2 separate regions of the Triticum aestivum genome follow, and region 1 is linked to region 2. A link is a contact called in public Hi-C data. All regions are on one chromosome and are shown on one strand. Each heading gives the region's core, a stretch centred on a gene start, on an enhancer-like site or on the middle of the called end of the contact. The rest is flanking DNA. Distances are from core to core; before and after follow the strand shown. Region 1 holds the start of LOC123144378 (receptor kinase-like protein Xa21). Region 2 has its middle 120 kb from the start of LOC123144376.

Region 1 (3,863 bases), core at 1,311-3,810, 140 kb before region 2:
TTCTAAGCTTGCTTCTTTTACATAACACAAACATTGCGGATAGTATGACCAACAGAATTCCGGCGCCTGCTGCGATAATCATGAGAAGCTTTGAAGATATTCTCCTTTTAGTGGGACTGGAGCACATTTTCAACTTGAGTTGAGGGATCCCACCACACAGAGCACTGTTTCCCATGACTGAGGTTGCAGTTGCATTAAGGAATATTCCGTCTTTCGGAACTTCACCTTCAAAATCATTGGAAGAGAGATTCAAACTAGCAAGACCTTTCATGGTACCGAGGAACTCAGGAATGCTCCCAGATAAATTATTCCGAGAAAGATCAAGCACTAGGAGTCCCCGTAACTGTCCTAGTGACAGGGGAATCGTCCCGTCGAGATGGTTCCCAGATAAATTGAGGTATTGTAAGCTTCGACACTCCCCGATGTTGGCAGGAATCTTTCCTGAAATCATGTTATCAGAGAGATCAAGTTCACCTAGATTCCTGAGATTTCCCACTTCTGAAGGCAAAGTCCCAGTCAGTGAATTATGTGCAAGATACATGGTACTCGACAAGCTTGAGATGAGGAAAACCTCCTTAGGCGTTGGGCCGGAAAGATTGTTGTAAGAAAGATCCAGCTGCTCTAAAGGACAGTTGCTGAGAGCAGAAGGTATGGCTCCACTGAGCGCATTAGTGCTAAGCAGAAGGGTTGTAAGCTTTGTAAGATTTCCAAGAGCCATTGGGATGGATCCTGAAAAATTGTTATTTGATAATGACAACCGATTCAACTTCTTAAGCTTGCCGAGAGATGCTGGGATGGTGCCCTCCAGAAGATTATTTTCCATGTCAAGTTCATCCAGGTTGATGAAGTTCCCTATCGCTTCAGTTATCGTCCCTGCTATGCTGTTGGATGCAATGCCAAGAAACTCCATCTGTGTCGACAAATTGCCGATTGATTTCGGTAGCACGCCTTGGAACTTGTTGTCACTAACATCCACTAATATCATATTGCTGCAGTTGGTTAGACTAGTCAGGAAGCCCCATTCAGCATCGTTGGTTGCTTCAAGCTGATTCCCCGCAAAGTTCACCACGGAGAGCATATCTTGGCGAGCCCCCAGGCACTGCGGGATCGTTCCCGATAGGAAGTTGTTTACTGTCTGGACCATCTGAAGCATGGAGGCATTGCACAAGGACGGCGGGATCACGCCATGAAACTGGTTATCAGAGACAAGAAAGGACTGGAGACTCGTCATCGTGTCGCCCATGTCGGACGGAAAGCCCCCGGTGAGGTTGTTGTGTTGGATGTTGAGCATCTCAAGAGAGGAGAGGTTGAACACTGAGAGTGGCAGGGGGCCTTCTAGCTCATTGTTGTCTAGGTAAAGTTCAGCGAGGGCATGGAGGTTCCCAATGGCGTCTGGTATCTGTCCGACGAGCTTGTTCTCCGCGAGCGAAACGGCTTCAAGCAACCCAAGGTTCCCTATAGACTCGGGGATGCACCCCACCAAACCATTGCTCTGGAGGTTTAAGGATGCCAGCGACGAGAGGTTGCCTAGCCAAGAAGGTATGGTTCCGCCGAGGTGGTTGTCTTCCAAATGGAGTGTGCTGAGGGATGACAGGCCCTGTAATGAGGAGGGTATGCTCCCCGACAGCCGGTTCGAAAAGGCGGTGAGAGCGGTTAGCGCCGACAGGTTCCCCAGCGAGGCGGGGATGGAGACTGACAGCTGGTTGGAAGCAAGGCCGAGGCCAACGAGGCTGGCGAGGCTGCCGACCTGCCATGGGATATCCCCTGTCAGGTTGTTGAACTCCAGGACCAGCAGCTTGAGGTTGACGAGGCCGCCGACGCTGGAAGGGATGCTTCCTGTTAGCCTGTTCTGGCCGAGGTTGAGTACCTCGAGGCTTCGAAGCGAGAGGAACAGCTCCGGTGGGATGTGCCCCTGCAGCTTGTTGGTGTGGAGCAGGACGGTCCTGAGGTGCCTGCACCGGGAGAGCGACGGCGGGAGGCGGCCCCCGATGGCGTTGTCGCTGAGGTTGAGGTGGCTGAGCTCGCGCAGGCGGCCGAGCTCCGCCGGCAGCGCGCCCTGGAGGCGGTTGCCGGGGAGGTGGAGCCGCCGCAGGTGCGTGAGGTTGGCCAGCGCCGGGCTGAGCGTGCCGAGGAGGCCGAGCCCGGGGAGGTCCAGCGCGACGACGCGGCCGCGGCGGCGGCCCGTCGTGCCGCAGGACACGCCGCGCCACTGGCACGGCGGCGGCGCGGGCCCGTCGTGGGCGCCGCTGCTCGTCCATGACGCCAGGGCCCGTGACGGGTCGCCCCTCACGAGCGACCTGAAGGAGAGCAGCGCGTTGTAATCCTCGACGCTGGCGGCAGAGGCAGCGGGCTCCGGTGCGCCGGGCAGCAAGTGAGTGGCGACGGAGCACGCGAGGAAGAAGACGGCGACGAGGAGGAGGGACAGTGCTGCCATTGCCATTGCCGTTGCCGCCCCGGCCGACGGTGCTGTGGCAAGCAAAGCGATTGTGGAGTGTGGACTGGACGCGGCAGAGAGCATACGTGCGAGACAGAGAGGTAGATAGAGAGAGATTTTTGGCTTGGGTGAGTGTTGCGTATAAACAAACTGTAGCCACCGGTGGGTGGCGACGCGTCGTCGTCGTTTGGCAACGGCGCGTCGAATTTTTTTGGGACGGGGGCCACTGGCAGCGTGATGCCATCCGTGGCTTGTTTCGTCTCTCTGAGGACTCTGGGTCAATGAGCCATGAGTAGTCGAGGTTAGTGATATGAAAAGCTGGCGGCCGCTATTTGTTTGTTTGTAACGGCAAAAGTTAATCGCGCCGGACCTTTTTGACGATGTTTCCGTTCACACTGACCCTGCTATCCACAACCGCTATCCTATCGCCGTCTTCCCCTTAGGACAAAATTCCTTATTTAACATTATCTTAAAATCTGCTTCATTATTTGACACTGACAAAAAAATTCCCTATTTGACACAAGTTATCAATTTTATTCCCTATATGACATTTCCGTCCATTTTAAACCTAAATGACACCTGAAAAGACTCTTTTGCCCTCATGTGGTATGTGTGTAGGGGGCAATAGCGCACACACGCAGCATCAGTGCGAGGGCAGGAGCACACACGCAGCAACACATACACATGCACCAACACACACGCACACGCACACATACGCAACAACACGCACACACGCGTGCACACACACGCACACACACGCAGCAACACACATGCACGCAGCACACACACATACACACACGCACGCAGCACACACACATACACACACGCAACAGCAGCACACACGCATGCAGCACATAGGCACGCAACAGCACACACCACACACACGCGCGCACGTACACACGCAGTAGCAAACACACACGCACCCACACACGCAACAGCACACATGCGCGCGCGCACATACCACATGAGGGACAAAATCGTCTTTTCAGATGTCATTTAGGCTCAAATGGACGAAAGTGTCGTATAAGGAATAAAATTTAGGACTAGTGTCAAATAGGGAAGAAAAACTTTTCCCGTATCAAATAAGGAACCAGATTTTAAAACAGTGTCAAATAAAGAATTTTCTCTCCCCTTAGTGCTCGCTCATCGTGCCATGCTAATCTCCGGCGAGCGCTTCACTCGCCGGCTTAGATTAAGCATAAATCTGGGTCAACTAAGAATTAGGCAATCACAAAAGGAAGGGGACGAAGAGCTAATATACAACAGCAGCTATTTATGTAGCTAGGTTAATTATTATTTTGGTTCGTGCAAGCATGCAAAATGCAGATTCTTATTTTATTTTTCTATGTGCGAAACATATAAAAATGCACTAGCAGATAGTACTATTCCTTTGAAGATTAGGACGCGAAGGTGAGCCAGAGAAAAACAT
Region 2 (4,365 bases), core at 1,228-3,727:
CGGTAGTACCGCCCAGAGCAGTAGTACCGCTAGTAGCCCCGTGTGTGTACTATCTCTGGTCCCAGCGGTAGTACCGCGGGACGGAGCGGTAGTACCGCTTGGGTACCACAAGCGGTAGTACCGCTCTGGGCGCGGTAGTACCGCTCCAGAGCAGTAGTACCGCTAGTGGCCCCAAGCCGTAGTACCGCGGTGGTCTCATGCTAGTACCGCCTTGATTCGAGGGCTCCTTTTTCGTGTCGGGTTTTACGGTACTGGCCGCGGCTGTGGGGGGCCGTAGTACCGCTCCTGTGCGGTAGTACCGCCCTCCCTCCGCGGTAGTACCGCTGTGGGCCAAGCGGTAGTACCGCGCTTTTGGGCGGTAGTACCGCTTATTGTGGCAAGCGGTAGTACCGCTGGCACAGCGGTACTACCGCTCTCTTCGGGGCAGAAGGGGGGTAACGGTTGGTTTGTTCCCCCCACTATATAAAGGGGTCTTCTTCCCCAAAGTTGACTCACCTCTTCCCCCAAAAGCTCCATTGTTGCTCCAAGCTCCATTTTCGCCCGATCTCTCTCCCTAGCCAATCAAACTTGTTGATTTGCTCGGGATTGGTTGAGAAGGCCACGATCTACACTTCCACCAAGAGAAATTTGATTCCCCCCACTTATCCCTAGCGGATCTTGTTACTCTTGGGTGATTGAGCACCCTAGACGGTTGAGGTCACCGCGGAGCCATAGCCCATTGTGGTGAAGCTTTGTGGTGTCGTTGGGAGCCTCCAATTAAGTTGTGGAGATTGCCCCAACCTTGTTTGTAAAGGTCCGGTCGCCGCCTTCAAGGGCACCAATAGTGGAATCACGGCATCTCGCATTGTGTGAGGGCGTGAGGAGAATACGGTGGCCCTTGTGGCTTCTTGGGGAGCATTGTGCCTCCACACCGCTCCAACGGAGACGTACTTCCCCTCAAAAGGAAGGAACTTCGGTAACACATCCTCGTCTCCACCGGCTCCACTCTTGGTTATCTCGTTCCTTTACTTTCGCTAGTTTACTTGTGTTATATCTCTTACTTGCTTGCGTGCTTGTTGTCGTTGCATCATATAGGTTGCTCACTTAGTTGCATATCTAGACAACCTATTTTGATGCAAAGTTTAATTTGGTAAAGAAAAGCTAAAAATTGTTAGTTGCCTATTCAACCCCCCTCTAGTCAACTATATCGATCCTTTCACTTGAGACCTTTGAAGCTGCCCTTCAAGAACTCAAATCCACCGTGCGCTGGCCCCACGGTGGGCGCCAACTGTCGTGGAATTGTCACGGCAGACGTCCTTGTGAAAGGACTTAGACGTGGAGCCATCGCAACTAGGAAGCTTAAAGGGGTTAAAGCGGGACAAAGGACACGAGGGTTATACTGGTTCGGCCCCTTGCGGTGAAGGTAAAAGCCTAATCCAGTTGAGGTGGAATTGCTAGGGTTTCGATGACCAGGGAGCGAATCCGCTATGCCTGGCTCTCGATTTGATGTTACTTGCCCTAAGCCGCCGGCGGGTCGTCCCCTTATATACACGGGTTGACGCCTCGCGGCCTACAGAGTCTCGGCCGGCTCATAAACAGTGTCCGGCTCGGTGACTAGTTAATATTGCCTTACAATACAAGTCATGCTATTATGACGGTTTATCACTACGGGCCTTAAGTCGCCTTTGGGCTTGTGGCCCTTAACTGAACCGCCATCTTCAAGCTTGATATTGGGCTTCATATGATGAATCGTATAGCGTAACCCGGTCCCTCATGGGCGGGTTACACTAGTAGTTATATCCCCCCAACACGTAGGAATAGGAAAAACACAGGATTTGAGTTGCATGTCCATTTGAATCCTATAAGATTAGCATAGAGTGTTTGATGTCATAGGAAAAACAAAGAAATTATAAAAAAAGATTGGAGTGGATGCTTGATTTCCAATGAAATATAATATACTTGATTTCACATGAAAAAATTCTATAGGATTTAATTATTTGAACCAAAGAACAGCCGTAGGAAAAAAAATCCAAATATCCTATGTAATTCCTTCGAATCAAAGGAGCCCTAAATTTGTTTCGTCCTCCGCCACGGTCCGTGGTAATGTTAAGAAACTAGAGTCTGAGAGCAATTTCAACGTACGCTCGTGTGACAGATAAATTATGATATCTTAATCTGAAATGGTCACGAGGTTACGTAAAAGACGGTGACGAATTACCACTAGTTTAAGTGATCGGCTATCGTGTGAGAAGAAGTAAGAACAAAATGCTTGTTGTTATCCGATCTTCTTGCTTGGCATCTTGACCACTAAGCTCTGGATCACTAAGTCAATCCCCGACTTTGGTAGGAGTACCTAATTTTATACGAGCAAATTATGAAGATCCGGAACCAGTGTACGCTTTAGTTTAATCCGGAGGAGTGTACTTAAGGACAAGCTCGGCGTTTATCCCGTACAGCATGCTACAGTGCAGCTAAACCGAGTCACAGTCAGAACTGGGAGCTGGAACAATGGAGCTCATCACCACCGCCTGGTCATCCTTTCCCCTGTTCATTGCCCTCTCCCTGGCCCTCGCCGCCTCGGTCCTCTTCTTGCTGCACGGCCGTCACGGGCGCCCGAAGAAGGGGACAGGCAAGGCTCTCCCTCCCGGCCCGCCGGGGCTGCTCTTCCTGGCCAGGTTCCTGGCACTCCGGCGATCCGTCTTCCACCTCGGCCCGATCCTCCGCGACCTGCACGCGCGCTACGGCCCCGTCATCTCCGTCCGCCTCTCCCGCACGCTCGTCTTCGTCGCCGACCGCCGCCTCGCGCACCGCGTGCTCGTCCAGGGCGGCGCCACCTTCGCCGACCGCCCGCCGCTCTCCGACCCCGGGCTGCTCTTCACCTCCGGCGCCCGCGACATCAGCACCTCGCCCTACGGCGCCTACTGGCGCATGGTCCGCCGCAACCTCGCCGCCGAGGCCCTGCACCCGTCCCGCGTCGCGCTCTACGCGCCGGCGAGGCGGCGCGCGCGGGACTCGCTCGTCCGCGACCTCCTCCGCGCGCGCGGCGCTGGCGATGACGTCGCGGTGAGGCCGGCGTTCCGGCGCGCCATGTTCGAGCTGCTCGTGTACATGAGCCTCGGCGCAAGGCTTGGGACGGAGACGCTCGAGGAGGTCCAGGAGCTGCAGCTGCGGATCCTGCGCTCCATCACCAGCTTCCCCATCTTCTCCTTCTTCCCGGCGCTCACCAAGCGGCTCTTCCGGCGGCGGTGGAACGGGTACGTGGCCGTGGGCCGCAGGCAGGACGAGATCTTCCTCCCGCTGATCCGCGCCAGGCGAGAGCGGGGCGCTGACGGCCCTCCGTGCTACGCCGACTCCCTCCTCGCGCTGCGCGTGGCCGAGGAGGGCGGCCGCCCGCTCACGGACGCCGAGGCGGTCTGCCTCTGCTCCGAGTTTTTGAACGGCGGCACCGATACAACGGTCACCTCACTAGAGTGGATCATGGCGGAGCTGGTGAACCGCCCCGACATGCAATCCAAGGTGTACGAGGAGGTCAGAGACAAGCCAGAGCTCGACGACGGGGACCTGCAGTCGATGCCGTACCTAAAGGCCGTGGTGCTCGAGGGGCTCCGGCTGCATCCGCCGGGCCACTTCCTCCTCCCGCACGGTGTGCAGAGCGATGGCGCGGAGGTCGGGGGGCACGCGGTGCCCAGGGCGCGGAGGTCAACTTCCTGGTCGCCGACTTCGGGCGCGACGAGGCGGCGTGGACGGCAGCGAAGGAGTTTCGACCGGAGCGGTTCTTGGACGGCGGCGAGGGGTACGGCGTGGACCTCACGGGGAGCAGGGAGATCAAGATGATGCCTTTCGGTGCTGGCCGCAGGATGTGCCCGGGATACACGCTTGGCATGCTGCACGTGGAGTACTTCGTCGGCAGCCTCGTGAGGGAGCTGGAGTGGCTGCCGGCGGTGGAGGGGCAGGAGGTGGACATGACCGAGGAGCTGGATTTCACCACCGTGATGAAGCATCCGCTCCGTGCTCGCGTTGTCCCGAGGCCTTGATCAAGTCACTAGCAATTGTGATGCTGATAGATTCTGAAAGAAGAATCAAAATCAGTCATGGTGTCGCTGTTTTATGTCTTTTGAGTGCTTTCATTTTCAGCATTGTCGTCGTATGTGTAATAGTGTAGCGCATGTTCTTGCGAGGTATGGTTATGGTTTGGCCGAGGCCCCTGTTGTTTGGGGTGAGTTTGTGCCGGAGTTTGTTTCTGTTCTGGTAGCCAGTGATATTGCTGGGTCCAGTGTTTAAATGAAAACTTTTTTTTCAAAAAAAAAATCAGTCATGGTGTCTGCGTGTCCTCTAAAAGATGTGTTAAGAGTGTGTTTGGTTTGAGGATCAAAAGTCTTCGGGGCT

Evidence for each region. Hi-C and Micro-C count contacts between places; a contact is called where the count stands out from the background.
Region 1: a Hi-C map of root shows a contact between it and region 2, with 10 times the contacts expected there. The contact joins the promoter of LOC123144378 here to the enhancer-like site in region 2. A contact is called at or near these places in 4 of 5 Hi-C or Micro-C datasets (leaf and root) and 1 of 1 datasets of contacts at active chromatin or transcription factors (leaf).

What each region holds. Positions count from the first base shown.
Region 1 is chr6D:179,203,412-179,207,274 of IWGSC CS RefSeq v2.1, reverse strand. It overlaps LOC123144378 (receptor kinase-like protein Xa21), which reads right to left and starts at 2,560. Exons shown (of 3, transcript XR_006471399.1): 1 at 1-2,560.
Region 2 is chr6D:179,065,308-179,069,672 of IWGSC CS RefSeq v2.1, reverse strand. It overlaps the pseudogene LOC123141412. Among protein-coding and RNA genes, the nearest start is that of LOC123144376, 120 kb to the right of the region's middle. Within about 2 kb of position 2,477, at least 1 of the 8 cell types and tissues checked has an H3K27ac peak or open chromatin away from gene starts, as enhancers often do. A contact at or near this core is called in root, where this site is marked.